4 separate regions of the Sus scrofa genome follow, and all the other regions are linked to region 4. Evidence: chromatin contacts called from public HiChIP or PLAC-seq and promoter capture Hi-C data. All regions are on one chromosome and are shown on one strand. The core of a region is the stretch at or near the end of the contact, and the rest is flanking DNA. Distances in the headings are between cores, read along the strand shown.

Region 1 (3,301 bases), core at 291-2,790, 130 kb after region 4:
CCCAGCTGCAGAAAGGTCAGGCAGCTATATTTAACCCCAGCTTAGGGTGGAGTGGGGATCTGGTTTCTGGAAGAGGGGATGGGGAGAAGGGCAGGATTCCCGAGGCTCACGGACATCTAATCCTCCTGGTGACCTTTACAGCTTGGCCTTTAGGGTGGGGTCAACCCTAGGCATGGATGGAAGGAAGCAGCTTCAAGGAGCACTGATGCAGAGACAGGGGCTGCGGCTCCGCCGGCTCCGGGAGCCATTTTGTGGAAAATTTCTAAGTACCCATGACTCAGCTCCCCCGGCATGGCACCAAGCCAACGCTACCACACCTCTCCGGAGAAAGAGAAGGGAAACAACCCGGAAACAACCCAAGACCACCCCCATAAAGCCCCGTTTTTGATTCATCAGAGAACCATCCAGAAAAAGCATCCCCTCATCCCCGGGGGGGGGAATCTGGCTGGGGCTTGAAGGGATGCTCTAGGGTTAGTTTGCTAAGAGCTGAGGTCCAGCTGACTAAGAAGGGGAAAGCGTGGCCGGACCTGGGTTACCGGATAAAGGAGACTCCACCCCACGAGGCAGGGGTAGAAGGCTTAGTCATGGGCAAGTAAGGAGAAAGATTGAAGGACTCAGGAAGATTTCCTAACGGCGGTTCATTCATTTCCTTCCTAGTTGCAACATGGCGGCTAGGTTACCGCAGATGCCCCCTCCCAGCTGGTTCTGCACAGCAGCTGTGCCTCCTGCATCCCGGGGCTGCCCGGCTGGGGGCACTGGTTGCGGCTGGGGGGATGGGCTCCTCCCCTTCACGTGACCCCGCAGGGCGCGAAAGGAAAGAAAGAGCCCCAGCTGGGGGATTAGGGGATGGGGCCAAAGCAAGAATTGGAGACTCCAGGGCTGTGTATCTGCGGCAGGTGAAGAGGAAGGCTCCGCAGAGGCGGAGTTACAGAACGCGCAACAGCCAGGGATGGGGGACACGAGGCCTTGCGAGGGCCTCCTCCAGGTCCGAGCGCTGACCTTGAGTTCTCCTTGGGGGTGGGGTACGACCACCCCATCCAAGTCCCCCACATGCTTGCACAGACCCGGTAGGGCGAGACCTGCGGACGCAATTTGGTGGGGGCTGCAGTACTTACTGCCCCACCCTGCCCCACCCCCTAACTCACCCGTTCACTCCGACCTTCACCATCGTGTCTCAGGGACGCGGCTGCCGGCAGAGGAAAGAGAACATTAGATCGCGGGGCAAAGCGGCTGGAGCCCGACGGTGCCCTCCCCGCCCCTCCCCCAGGCCTCCATCCTCGCTCTGCTCTTCTGCACGTCCTTCCTCCCCCTCAACCCGCAATGCAGGGGCCCGGCCCGGCGCAGCCACAACTCCGGCTCCAGCCGGGGCCCCGCACCCACACTCCCAGACCGCGCACGGCCCCCGGTCCCTTTCGGACCAGTCCTCGAACCCTTGTGGCTCCACTCCGCCAGGCTTTACCTGGCAATGCACGGAACACACGGCTGTCTGTCGAACGGGGAGGAGCAGAGAGCGCAGGGGAAGGCTGCAGCCGGAATTTATAGGGCAGGGGGCGGGGCGGGGGCGGGGTGACGTGGGCTCGCCTCGCCCAGTCCTAGCTCCAGCAGCGGAGGCCTGAGCTACGTGCGCCCGTAAAGTCGCGAGTAGCCGACCCCCACTTCTTCTTTTTTTTTCCTTTGGACCCGCCTGGTTCTGCCAATGTGCACGCGCCACACAAGTGGGCTGAGGACGGAGAGGGGGAGGGGACCGGTGATGCTGCCTGGCCCGGTTGGGGTTGTACTGCAGGGGGCAGTGGACTAGGAGGAGGGGGCCCTGGCGAAAACTGAGGACACCCAAGGAGCCAGGGACGTTAAAGTTGCTGCAGGGATGTAACGGGAGGATATGGGGAGCCAGTGGGATGGGAAATTGGAGCGGAACCCGGGGTTGGGGGCGCGGCTCGCAGCTCGCGGCTGCAGTCTCCCCTACCCCCCCCCCTTCAAAAGCTGAGAAGCGGGAAGATTGAGGAACTTCTCGAGGCTCTTCGGTAGTGACCCAGGAACTACAGAGGAAAAGGCCCGGGAGGGGCCTCCAGCAAGGCCCTCTCCAGCCCCCTTCCCCTTTCCCCCCTCCCCTTCTCTTGGCTCCTGGCCTCCCCGGGCTGGGGACCGCGGCTGGCCCTGGCCAGTGGGAGGCCTGGAGAGGAAGGAGGCTCGGAAGGAGGCCTGAGAGGGAAGTTTCTGCACTGAAGGTCACGATGCCCTGCAGGACAGGCAGCCTGGACATCTGAGAATCGAGCAGACAAACCAGGACCTGTGTGCACCAGCTGCTCTCCCCCAGGCCCTGGCTGGCTGGGGCCTCAGCGAGGGGACAGGATCGCTTTGGGGGGCTGGCCAGGTAGAGGCTCAGAGGTCTCCCACAAAGTTGCTCCTGGGAAATTTGAGGGCTGAGCGGCCCGGGCTGGGAGACAATGTCCCTTTCACCCCATCCAGCCCTGGGCAGAGCAGGACGTGAGAGCGGAAGTCCCTCCCCATCCTGGGACGTGCAGGCCAGCCCTGCAGTCAGGGCCTCCCTTTCACTGGCTGCGCCCAGGGGATGTTGGGGGCAGGGTGAGGTGTCCATAAGAGGGAAAAGATTGGGAGGTCTTGGACACAGGGTGGGGACAAGGGCCCCTAGCCCCTTCCCAGACGTGATGTGGAGGAGGAAATCCATTCTTCTCCAAGACCAGTCCCTCAGAAGCTGGGGCTGGGCCAGGTTTGTGAGCAGAGGATGAAAGATGGGTTGGTTCTGAGGACTTGAAGTGTTGAAGGTTCAGGGAAGGTGGGGGGAGGGTGGAATGGACGTTGCCCATTAGCAGGTGCTGGTGGAAGGAATTGGGGCCTCTTTGCTGGCCCAGCGTAACCTGAGACCAGCCCCCTTTTCCAGCTGAAAAGCCTGTGGCTAAGTTTAGCCCGCAGGATGATAACCTTTGCTTAAAAGGCAGAGAGCACGCTGCCCCGCACCCCGACTCAAGCCTGTCCTGTCCCTTCCCTTTCTGGGACTGCCCTCCTTCCTTGGGGCCCCAGATCCAAGGCTGGCTGTTGCTGGCAGCCATGTGCACAGTCGGTGCCCAGGCTTTTCAAGAGCGGCAAGAGCAGGGACTGAGGGCACTTAACGGTGAGGGAGGCGGGATGCTGGGCACTGAGGAATCTGCTGGGGAAGTGGAGCACCAGGATCATATACTCTCCCTGGCAAGGGCCTTAGGAGCCCCTCCACCCTCCTCTGCTCCCCGAAGCATGTTCCCCTTTGCTGCATGCTTGTCATTGTTCATTACTGTCCTTTGCTGAA
Region 2 (3,023 bases), core at 370-2,869, 250 kb before region 4:
GAGGATGCAGGTTTGATCCCTGGCCTTGCTCAGTGGGTTAAGGATCCAGTGTCGCCCTGGCTGTGGAATAGGCTTCAGATGCAGCTCTGATTCGAGCCCTGCCTAGCCTCAAAACGTCCATACACCACAATTGGTGAAAAAAAAAAAAAATAGGTTTTCTAAACTGCAAGTTTAATAAAGTGCCATAGTGGTTGAGGAAGGAAAGATGGAAAAGAATCAAACCTAGATTACTATGGAAATGTACTACTTAAAAAGCACTTTCACTGGAGTTCCCGTTGTGGCTCAATGGTTAACAAACCCAACTAGGAACCATGAGGTTACAGGTTTGATCCCTGGCCTTGCTCATGGGGTTACAGATCCCATGTTGCAGTGGCTGTGGTGTAGGCTGGTGGCTACAGCTCCAATTGGACCCCTAGCCTGGGAACCTCCATATGCCACAGGAGCGGCCCTATAAAAAGACCAAAAAAAAAAAAAGCATTTTCTCTGCACTCCCGCTCAAAGTATTAATAACCCCTGCTTTAGAAAGTGAAGACATTTTTTTCTCAAGACTACAGCCTTAACATAAGTATAAAAACCAAGGTTAAAATCCAGGTCTAACTTCTAAACTAGTACTATCCATTCTGGCCCTACTCATTGAACAAGCTTAGCTCTAAAACGTAGGAGAAACAATGTCAGAAGGGATGAGAACACTGCACAAAACTTTAAGAAGGGAATTGCAGGATTTATTTGGTAAAAAGCAATCATAATAATTAAAAATAAAGATGTAAAAATATTGGAGTTGCCGCTGTGGCTAAATGGGTTAAGAATCCCACTACCAGTGGCTGCAGCGCTGGTTCAGTCCTGGCCCAGGAAACTTCCATATGCCATGGGTGCAGCCATTAAAAAATTTTTTTAATAAAAAAATAAAAAGATGTAAAAGTATTATGATGATCTGATCCAGGCACTGTTTCGAAATGTACAGTAATACAGAGAAGGGAGAGAGATGAATTAAAACACTAAGTAAAGAAGTGGGCTGAATGATCCACAGTAACTACTTTTCTCCTGTGCCCAATAAACTTGTCATGTGATGAAAAGGGACAACGTGACGGACGAAACGCACCCATCCACCCTAGATGACTTTCTTTCACAGAATCCTGGTTAATCAATTGGAAACAAGGATGTTATGGCTACAAAAGGATTCAAAGACAAAACGACTACTGCCAACTCAGGATATTAAACCGAGAGACAGAAAACTAGACCACTTTCTCCAAAAGTGTTTCACCTCTGCTTTCTACATCCACTTTGAAACCATCACCCTCATCCCACCGGGTCCCAGCCTATCGATCTACTGGCTCTCCACCTCCTTGTCCCAAGTTACCTTGACTGTCTCCAGGCTGGCCCCTTCCAGCACCACAATGAGTCTGCGGCCTCCGGTCTTGCTTCCCGCCCCGAGTCGGGGCCGCTTGGGCGCCACAGCATCCCAGTCTTCTTCCTGCTCCCCGGCGCGCCGCTCACGAGGTTGGAATCCACCACTGGGCGCAGCCATCTTGCAACCAAATCGGAAATTGCGCTGATTTTCTCAAATTAGGACCTCGTGCTCCACCCAATCGCATGCTTCCTTCCGTCGGCCATTTTGAAAGTGGGCGCTGGGAAATGGCGACGGCTCTCTGTCTGGCGCTCCCGAAGCCTCTCTGGGAGGGCAGGGTTCCAGAAAGGGGCAGGAACTTCCGTATGCGTAATTCCTGTGCGCCAAGCTCGGGTCTGCCGTGGGTGGGCGGGGGGGTAGGGTTTAGAAGGGAGCGCACTTCCGGTGCCCTTTCTCCAGCAAGCACCTGGGGCTCGGACCTTCGTGTGAAGGGTGCGATCCGTAAACTGGAGCGCGGTAAAGGCAGGCCGGCACCCGCTTCTGACCTCTGGTGCCGCCGGCCTCAAGATCGGACATGGCCCAGAACTTGAAGGACTTAGCGGGACGGCTGCCCTCCGGGCCCCGGGGCATGGGCACGGCGCTGAAGCTGCTGCTGGGGGCCGGCGCCGTGGCCTACGGCATCCGCGAGTCGGTGTTCACCGGTGAGCAACCTCCGCCCGCTTTCCGGACACCGGCCGACCCTCCCTAGGCCCCTGCCCAGCCCCGCCGGGTCCACGCGCTCACCCAGCCCCTCACCCCGCCCCTGCCAGAAGCTCGCACGTACTCTGAGCCCTGCCTGGTCTGACCCCCCCACCCCTCTCCCCGCAGTGGAAGGCGGGCACAGAGCCATTTTCTTTAATCGGATCGGAGGCGTGCAGCAGGACACCATTCTGGCCGAGGGCCTTCACTTCAGGTAATGGCGGGCAAAGCGGACTGCCCCTGACCCTTCACCCTTGAATCCCGACTCACCAGTAGCTATAGTAAGATTTTCAAAAGCATTCAACAGCCACCCTTTCTCCTCCTCACGCCCATCTCCCGGAACAGTGGGTGCTGCCCAAAACTCCAGCAGCACATACTGTTGTTCTCCAAAGGGAGAAGAGAATGTCTCCGTGACCGTGGTCATTTAAGAGAAGCAGACCAAGAAACAGGTGGTGGTGGAGAACAGAGCAAAACGAGGGAAACTGCTGTCTCCTAATCCCTATCCTTGTTCCCTCTCCTCCAGGATCCCCTGGTTCCAGTACCCTATCATCTATGATATTCGAGCCAGACCCCGAAAAATTTCCTCCCCCACAGGCTCCAAAGGTAGGTCTGGGCACTGGGGCGTTTCGGGCAGTAAACAAAGGAGCCTGGCCAGAGAGTAGGGAAAAGGGTAGTGTCAGATCTCTTAGTTTCCCCTTCTGCAAACAGACTATAATAAAAGCATCTGCTGCTTGGCTTAAAGCAGTACATTCTGGACACACTGTGTGTTTGCACATTTTTAACTGTCCCTCCCCCAATGCAAACTCAGTGAGAGTGTTGTTTGTTCTTGGTCTTATTCACTGCCTAGATGGAGGTCTTGTTTTAAATCCCTTTTTCTTTTAACTGCTTCATTTATTCTCTATATCTGCTGGTACAGCCTGTCCTGACCTTACTCTTCGCT
Region 3 (3,202 bases), core at 10-2,509, 220 kb before region 4:
GGCCAGGAATCGAACCCACAACCTCATGGTTCCTACTCGGATTCGTCAACCACTGCACCACAATGGGAACTCCTAACCTATTTTTTTTCATTGTCATAGTCATTTTTATATAAATATTCGCAGCTCATGTTACAGAATAAGCCCTACCAGGGAAAAAAGTCACTATTCAGTTTTGCTTAGTTTGTTTCCGCAGCAAGGCCTTTGCACGGGCCCCTTCCTCTGCTCAGAGCCGCTGAAGGCCAGTGCTTCCTCCTCACCCAGGGCTCAGCTCCCATGTCACCTCCTGGGGAAAGCCCTCCCTGACCAGTGATGCCACCGGCAACCCGACGTTTGCGAGCACGTGAAACTGTTTCATTTTCTGTGTAATCTGCAATTATCCTATTTAATGGTTCCTTGTACAGTCTGTGGCTTTCCTCTGGAGGGAAGCAAGGGGAGGGCCGGGACTGTGTCTGTCTCGTTTGCTACAGTATTGATAGCACCTTAAAAAGCACCTGGCATATACTGGATGCTCAACAGGTATCTGCTGAATGAACTGACGCACAGGTGTCAAGGGAAACCGAAGGACATTGGGAAGTTGAATGGGACCGGGGCGGGTGTGTGTGTGTGTGTGTGTGTGTGTGCTCGCGCGTGTGCGCTTTCTCGGGTCTACCTTTCAGATGTATAATGTTTTAAGTGAGTGGGCTACCCAGGGGGACAGGTCCTAAGCGTATGGCAGAAACAGGAGACCCGAAGGTGGAAGGAGAAATGCAACGGTGAGAATAAACACGTATCTGTCGGGGGGGGGGGGGGGGGGAGGGGGAGGGGAAGGGTGCTTGAAAAGGTGGGGGCAGAGGGCACGAATGAGCCTGGAGTCCCTGGCATCTTGTGGGGAGGGGGATGGGGGGAGGTAGTGCATAGGACGGAAAGCAGACCCCAGGCAGGGGGCAGGGGCAGGTGGCACTCTGGTCTCACGCCTATCAGGCGTGAGCAGGAACCCTGCCCCTCCCTCCCAAATGAACAGGGGACTGTGGTACCCAGGTGAAGCAGGGGACTTACCCACGGGACAACATCTCCCCAGAGGCCTGAGGAGTCACAGGCAGAAGGCCACAGGGGGTGGGGCGCAGGTGAGAAAGAACGCTCAGAACTCAGCCACTTCCCGCTGGATGGTGCCCGCCAGGCCAAAGGCACCGCAGGGCCAAGCCCCTGGACTAAAAATCCCCGGAAAAGGGGCAGGTGGGGCGGGGCTGGCCTCAGTCCGCCCTCGGCAGCTGCCTGTCCAGGGTTCGCCTTCCCTTGGGAGGGGAGGAGCCACCTGGAGCTCCACCTGGAGCCCAGCCAACTGAGCCGCGGGAGGCAGGGTGGGGGCGAAGACCAGGAAGTAATGCTGGCCGAGGGCACACCAACCAATGGGGGAGCCTCCCAGCGCCCAGAAGCCAAGGGGCCCCCCCGCAAAAGCCCAGGCAGCCCCACACAGAGGAGGCACCGCCGCCGCCGCCGCCGCCGCCGGGGCAGGCCCCCAGACCCAGGGTGGTGAGGGACCGGCCCATCCCTCCCCCGGCCATTGGAGCCTGTTGGCAGCCGGAGCACAGGAAGGATCTGGACAGGGAGCCAGAGCGGCCTGAAAGGCTGAGGGAACTGGGCCAGGATGTAGGGGTTGTCAGGGTCACAAAAGACTGACGCCAAGACTAAGACTGACGCCAAGACTAAGTCCCAGGCACATTTATTATCCTCCAGAACACCAAGGTCTTCCCTTCCCGGGCAGTGCCACGGGAGGGCCAACCTTCAGGAGGCGGCCACGCTGCCACCCGAAGCAGGTCCGTGGGGCGGCAGGGTCATGGGCGGCAGGAACAACGCCTTCAGCTTGCCAGACAGGCTGGCGATCTCAGGATCCTGAGCTTCGTAAGATTTGACCAAGCGGGCAAACTTAAGAACACCTGCAAGGGGAGCAGAACGTCAACCCTCACCCCCAGGGGCTGGAGGAGCCCAGGACAGCAGGAGGGGGCAGCCCGAGTCACTAGCTGCTGCCCACCCCACCCCCCGGCCAGATAGCTAGCTGTCTGCAAAACAAGACTCATGCAGGTCTTTGCCCTGTGTGGTCTGGATCAACCCCTTCCCAGTCTACACTGGACACAACTGGCTGGGATGCAGTGAATGAAAATATCTCAAAGCAGTGTGTTCACCCCTATCACGTGAACCATTTTAACAATTTAGTCACAAGAGCACAAAGGATGCACATCAACCAGATTGCCAGTCCATAGCCAGGACAGAAGAGAGCTCTGGGCCAGCAGGGCTGAATTAATAAACACCCGGTTCAATAAACTGAACAGCCAACCCCGAGAGATCAGCTGGAACTGCTTGGAGGGGCTGCAGAAAGTTGCTGTCATGCAGACATCTCACTAAAAGCTATCAAAACGGGGTTAGGTTTCAGCTCTGCTGTGACCTGCCAACTTGGTTTACTACTACAGTCTGTTTCCTCATCTTAAAATGGGATAGCAATATAATTAATGGTAACTACAAAATGCACTTAAGACTTCACCTGGCTCAAGTTCACAGTAGACCCTGGGTTCTAAGTGCCAATACTGTTAGATTGTGGCTGCCGCCATGTGGCGAGAAAGGGGACGACGGCTCAGGGACGCGACGATCCATCGCCCTCTCCTCCACCCAGGCTACCTTCACTCCCCAGTCCGACCTACCTTCCCCGTCGCAGCTGAAGCCATAGGCTTTGATAACCTCCTGCTGAATCTGCGTGGCCACGGGCAGCACGAATTGCAGCATCTTACCCATGTCGTTGCACGCGTTATCACGAGCCTCGTCCATGCGCACGGCGTTCTCCGGGGCCGAGAACGCTTGGATCACCTCCGCCAGGACCACTGTGCGAAGGATGCAGCACAGGGCATCGGAACAAAGGGCACAAGGAAGAGGGCAAGGGAATTACTGGCCTGAAGCCGTAATAACCGAATCACTCGGCCCCCAAATCCCCCGCTTTAAGAAGCAAGGACCCCTCTTTGAAGGAGGATGGTACCGCGCGCCCCCAGTTCCCGGCGAATGCAGTCACATCTCTCGCCTGTGATTTCCTGCCCGCACCCTCCTCGGGCAGGAAGCCCACCCGGCAACTACCCACCCGGCAACTAGGAGGATTCTCACCCTTGGCCTGTTCCGCGCTCAAAGCAGCGGCTTGGGCCGAGGCGGACGCCATAGGACAAAAGATGCACGTGCAGCGGCG
Region 4 (3,350 bases), core at 164-2,663:
ATTCACTGAAGTCTTCAGAGTCTTATGTTCATTATCTGTAAGATTTGGCATTACAATTATTCCTATCACGGTTATTTTAATCTCTAAGCAAGGAAATATTACTGTTAATAGGAGGCACTTCAATTCTGTTTCACTCAAAATAGAGCCAAGCCCAGAGGGATTCTAGTCAGATCCGGGGCAGGCTAGTGGGAGCATTTATTTGCTTAAATGGCATATATTTATTCAGCATTTACTGTGTGATTAGCAAAGCAGTGGGAAGGTACCATGTATGAGACAGTTTCTCCCCTGAGTTGCTGACAATTTCGCTGAAGATCACATACACGAAATAGTCAAAACAGCAACAAAAGGTAGGGACCGAATGCTGTGGGAATTCAGAGGACAGGATCGTTACGGGTTGGAGCAATCGAGGAAGGCTTCCTGAAAGATTTCATTGTAACTGTTCGTTGATAGTTGATATAATAAACGTTTACCGACGGTTAAGCGCCCAGCTCTGAGGATAGGGCAGTGAACAATTCACAGTCCTTGTCCTCATGGAGCCGACATTCCAGAAGGAAAAGGAGGACAGCAAACAATGTACCAGGTAGAGGTGAGTGATATATTTAAAAGTAAAGCCAGGGGAGGAGATAGAGCTGTGGACGACGGCCAGTGGAGTTTAGAGACCAAAGAAAAGGGGAGTAACGGGTGTGGTCAGAGACGGGGCGGACTCTGATGGCTGGGAAAGGTTATTAGTTACTCCTTGGGCCAAAGTAGGGATCTCAGAAAGCCGACACACCCTTATCCCTCTCCGTGTATTCACAGTATTGAGACATTCAAGAGCACACCTAAGAAATAAGAATGGTAGATAACTCCCTATATCAGCCTGTCGCCCCCTGGGGGAAGAGAACCACGACCGGCCTTTTAAGAATCCAAACCTCCCCACGTACCTTGATGCATAATTCATGAACCTGTCGCCTTCCCACCCTCCCACTCCCCCAGAAGTCCCTTCCGGAAGCCCGGGACCGCAGTTCAACTCCTGCCCTTAGAGGAACCCACCTTCACTTCCGCTGTGGCGTCACATCCCTGGCGGGTCCTGCGTCCCTGGGCAGAAGCCACTTCCGCCCCTATTTGTCGTAACGTCCGCCCTGAATACCCTGGAGCGCGAGCCGCGCCGGATGTGCTCTTGCCGCTCCCGGAAGTGACTCGACCTTTGCATTTCCCCCTTTCCCCATTGTGGCCCCCCCTACATAGCTATTTCCCTCCCTCCCCCCTTTTCGTTTCCGGCGCTCCCGCCTTCTCTCAGCCTCGGCTCAACTCCGAGCCAGTGGGGGGAGGGAGGGAGGGAGGGGGCGTGGAGGAATCGGGGTTCTCGGGAGCACAAGCTGCAGCACCACTTCCGGGTGAGTGTTAGGGGAGGGAGGGCGGGAGGGGGCCACCCACTGCCTCGCGCCCCCGCCCTGCGGGTGTCTCGCGCGCGTTCCGTGCGTGTGAGTGTGTGGGTCTGTCTCGCGCCTAAAGTGCGTGCCCGCGCGCTCGCCTCGCGCTCTCCCCCCTCCCCTCGCCCCCTCCGGGTCCTCCCACCATACTCGGCTCCCTCCTTTCCCAGCAAACGCCGCCCCTCCCGCGCTCTGGCGCCGCCGCAGCCGTCGCCGCCGGGTGAGTCTCGCGCCGCTGCAGCCGGCGCGCGCCGAGCTCTCTGCTCCTCCCCCTCCCCTTTTCCTTGGGGGGCGGAGAAGGGGGGTCCTCGATGGGACTGTACGTGTGTCCGTCCCGGAACCGGAAGTGGTTGTGGAGGAGCGGGCGATGGGGAGGAATGGGGGGGCTTAGGGGGCGGGTGTCTGTCTGGTGGGTGGCAGAGTTCAGCTCCCTGGAGGGGAAGGAGAGGCGTCCCAAAGAAGGGTATTTGAGGAAAGGGTGGAGGGCGACATCAGGAGAAGGCGCCCAAGGGCTGTCTCAGGGCAGCGAAGGTGTTTGGGGATCAGCCGGGGTCTCCAATAGCTAGACCACTGTGCAGGCTGAGGGAGGTACTTCTTGGCGTAGGGCCTTGGGTAGGCAGGGGCGAAGTCCTCGCAGAAGTGGGGGGGAGGCCAGAGGAAGCGGCTGGGCCTAAACTGGCACTGTGCCTGACACAAGGGCTTGTGCATCCCCCTTAGTCCTCAGCTTTGCTTTCTGAGCCAATCCTCAGGAGGCAGGGACCCTTCTCTTCTTCCAACTCTCTGTTCTCTCACCCCCGACTACCTGCGGCCCTGGGAAACCAAGAAGAACCAGTGTCTGAGCCCAAGTGGAACCCTCACACTGGTGATAGAGTTCATCTTAGTTGATGGGAATTGAACTTCTTTGCCTTGTATCCACATAGGGGTGGCACTACACTCCTGTTATTATATCCTTGCATCTTTGGATTGTTGGTTGGGGGTCGGCCTGCCTTCCAGACTGAGTGCTGACAGTCAAAGAATTCCTGAGGTTCTCCAGTTCTCCGGTGGCTGCACCCTTACCGGCCCCTGTAACCCAGACAATTTGTTTACAGAAAGTTCAGGAGCCCTGGAAAGGAGAAGGAATAAGACGACAGGAGGAAGAGAGAGAGAGGGTAAGACAATTGGGGGTTAATGGCTTTTTCGGTACGGGGGGAGAAGGGATCATAAAGGGACGTTTTGGGGACAATGTGACAGAATCCTTCACATAATAGCAATTGTAATCTTGGTGTTTGCTGTGGGAGAAGCCTCTCATTATCTCTTGAGGATACCCAGGAAATTTTGTGCAAAAAGTTGGCACTGTACCCCATCACCTTCCATTGCCACCAGTCCTCATCAAGATTGAATTGTGAAATGCTTGCATGAAATCACTAAGCAGTGTTGCACTGTGCCCAAAAGAGAAATTCATTCTGCTTTAGGGACACATGGGCCCTAGTTGCTAGTATAGTCCTTTTGGCATAGCTTATGAAATTGCTTTCCTCTGTTAGGAACAAGCAGAGCTGACTTTAGAGTGGAGTTTGCATCCTTAATATTGCAGCACAGTGTTTGGAGTGGACCTCTGGAGTGAATAGAATCTGTAACGTGGGGTTATTTGAACTTAATGAGACAGGGTGAAGTTTTGGGGAAAAAAACTTGTATGTGGGTAGTTTGAGGTAAAATGGATAAAACTGTATGGAGTGGACTTCAGAGGTAGGTTCAAAAAGCAAGGCTTGATGGTAGTTGAGTTTTAGGGTGCCTGAAAACGATGATATATATCAAGCTCAAAGAATTTGAGTTCAGAGCTTAAGAGTCCTAGATGTGGAGTTCCTTTCATGGCTCAGCAGAAATGAATCTGACTAGTATCCATGAGGACGCTGGTTCAATCTCTGGCTTTGCTCACTGGGTTCAGGATCTGGCGTTGCTGTG

What was found. Promoter capture Hi-C pulls out the DNA fragments that hold promoters and counts their contacts. HiChIP or PLAC-seq counts read pairs in DNA pulled down with a chosen protein or histone mark.
Region 1: a promoter capture Hi-C map of fetal liver shows a contact between it and region 4, with 2.5 times the contacts expected there. The contact joins the promoter of GAPDH here to the promoter of ZNF384 in region 4. A contact is called at or near these places in 1 of 5 promoter capture datasets (fetal liver) and 1 of 2 datasets of contacts at active chromatin or transcription factors (alveolar macrophages).
Region 2: a contact with region 4 is called in a promoter capture Hi-C map of liver, with 2.8 times the contacts expected there. The contact joins the promoter of EMG1 here to the promoter of ZNF384 in region 4. A contact is called at or near these places in 1 of 5 promoter capture datasets (liver), 1 of 47 Hi-C or Micro-C datasets (heart right ventricle) and 1 of 2 datasets of contacts at active chromatin or transcription factors (alveolar macrophages).
Region 3: an H3K27ac HiChIP or PLAC-seq map of alveolar macrophages shows a contact between it and region 4. The contact joins the promoter of PTPN6 here to the promoter of ZNF384 in region 4. A contact is called at or near these places in 1 of 5 promoter capture datasets (liver) and 1 of 2 datasets of contacts at active chromatin or transcription factors (alveolar macrophages).

What each region holds. Positions count from the first base shown.
Region 1 is chr5:64,132,480-64,135,780 of Sscrofa11.1, forward strand. It overlaps GAPDH (glyceraldehyde-3-phosphate dehydrogenase), which reads right to left and starts at 1,541. Exons shown (of 12, transcript NM_001206359.1): 1 at 1,460-1,541; 2 at 1,146-1,186. The coding sequence starts at 1,168. LOC110260753 (a long non-coding RNA gene) reads left to right here and starts at 2,402. Exons shown (of 3, transcript XR_002344125.1): 1 at 2,402-2,728.
Region 2 is chr5:63,749,850-63,752,872 of Sscrofa11.1, forward strand. EMG1 (EMG1, N1-specific pseudouridine methyltransferase) reads right to left here and starts at 1,620. Exons shown (of 6, transcript NM_001243478.1): 1 at 1,358-1,620. The coding sequence starts at 1,525. PHB2 (prohibitin 2) reads left to right here and starts at 1,717. Exons shown (of 10, transcript NM_001243556.1): 1 at 1,717-2,046; 2 at 2,213-2,297; 3 at 2,607-2,686. The coding sequence starts at 1,920.
Region 3 is chr5:63,777,827-63,781,028 of Sscrofa11.1, forward strand. It overlaps PTPN6 (tyrosine-protein phosphatase non-receptor type 6), which reads right to left and starts at 1,260. Exons shown (of 16, transcript XM_005652593.2): 1 at 1,036-1,260. The coding sequence starts at 1,049. It overlaps C5H12orf57 (chromosome 5 open reading frame, human C12orf57), which reads right to left. Exons shown (of 3, transcript NM_001243445.1): 1 at 3,124-3,202; 2 at 2,673-2,849; 3 at 1,684-1,913. The coding sequence starts at 3,175. The coding sequence ends at 1,762.
Region 4 is chr5:64,002,055-64,005,404 of Sscrofa11.1, forward strand. ZNF384 (zinc finger protein 384) reads left to right here and starts at 1,414. Exons shown (of 12, transcript XM_021092415.1): 1 at 1,414-1,632; 2 at 2,501-2,560. LOC102163385 (a long non-coding RNA gene) reads right to left here and starts at 1,375. Exons shown (of 2, transcript XR_297164.3): 1 at 1,033-1,375; 2 at 1-821.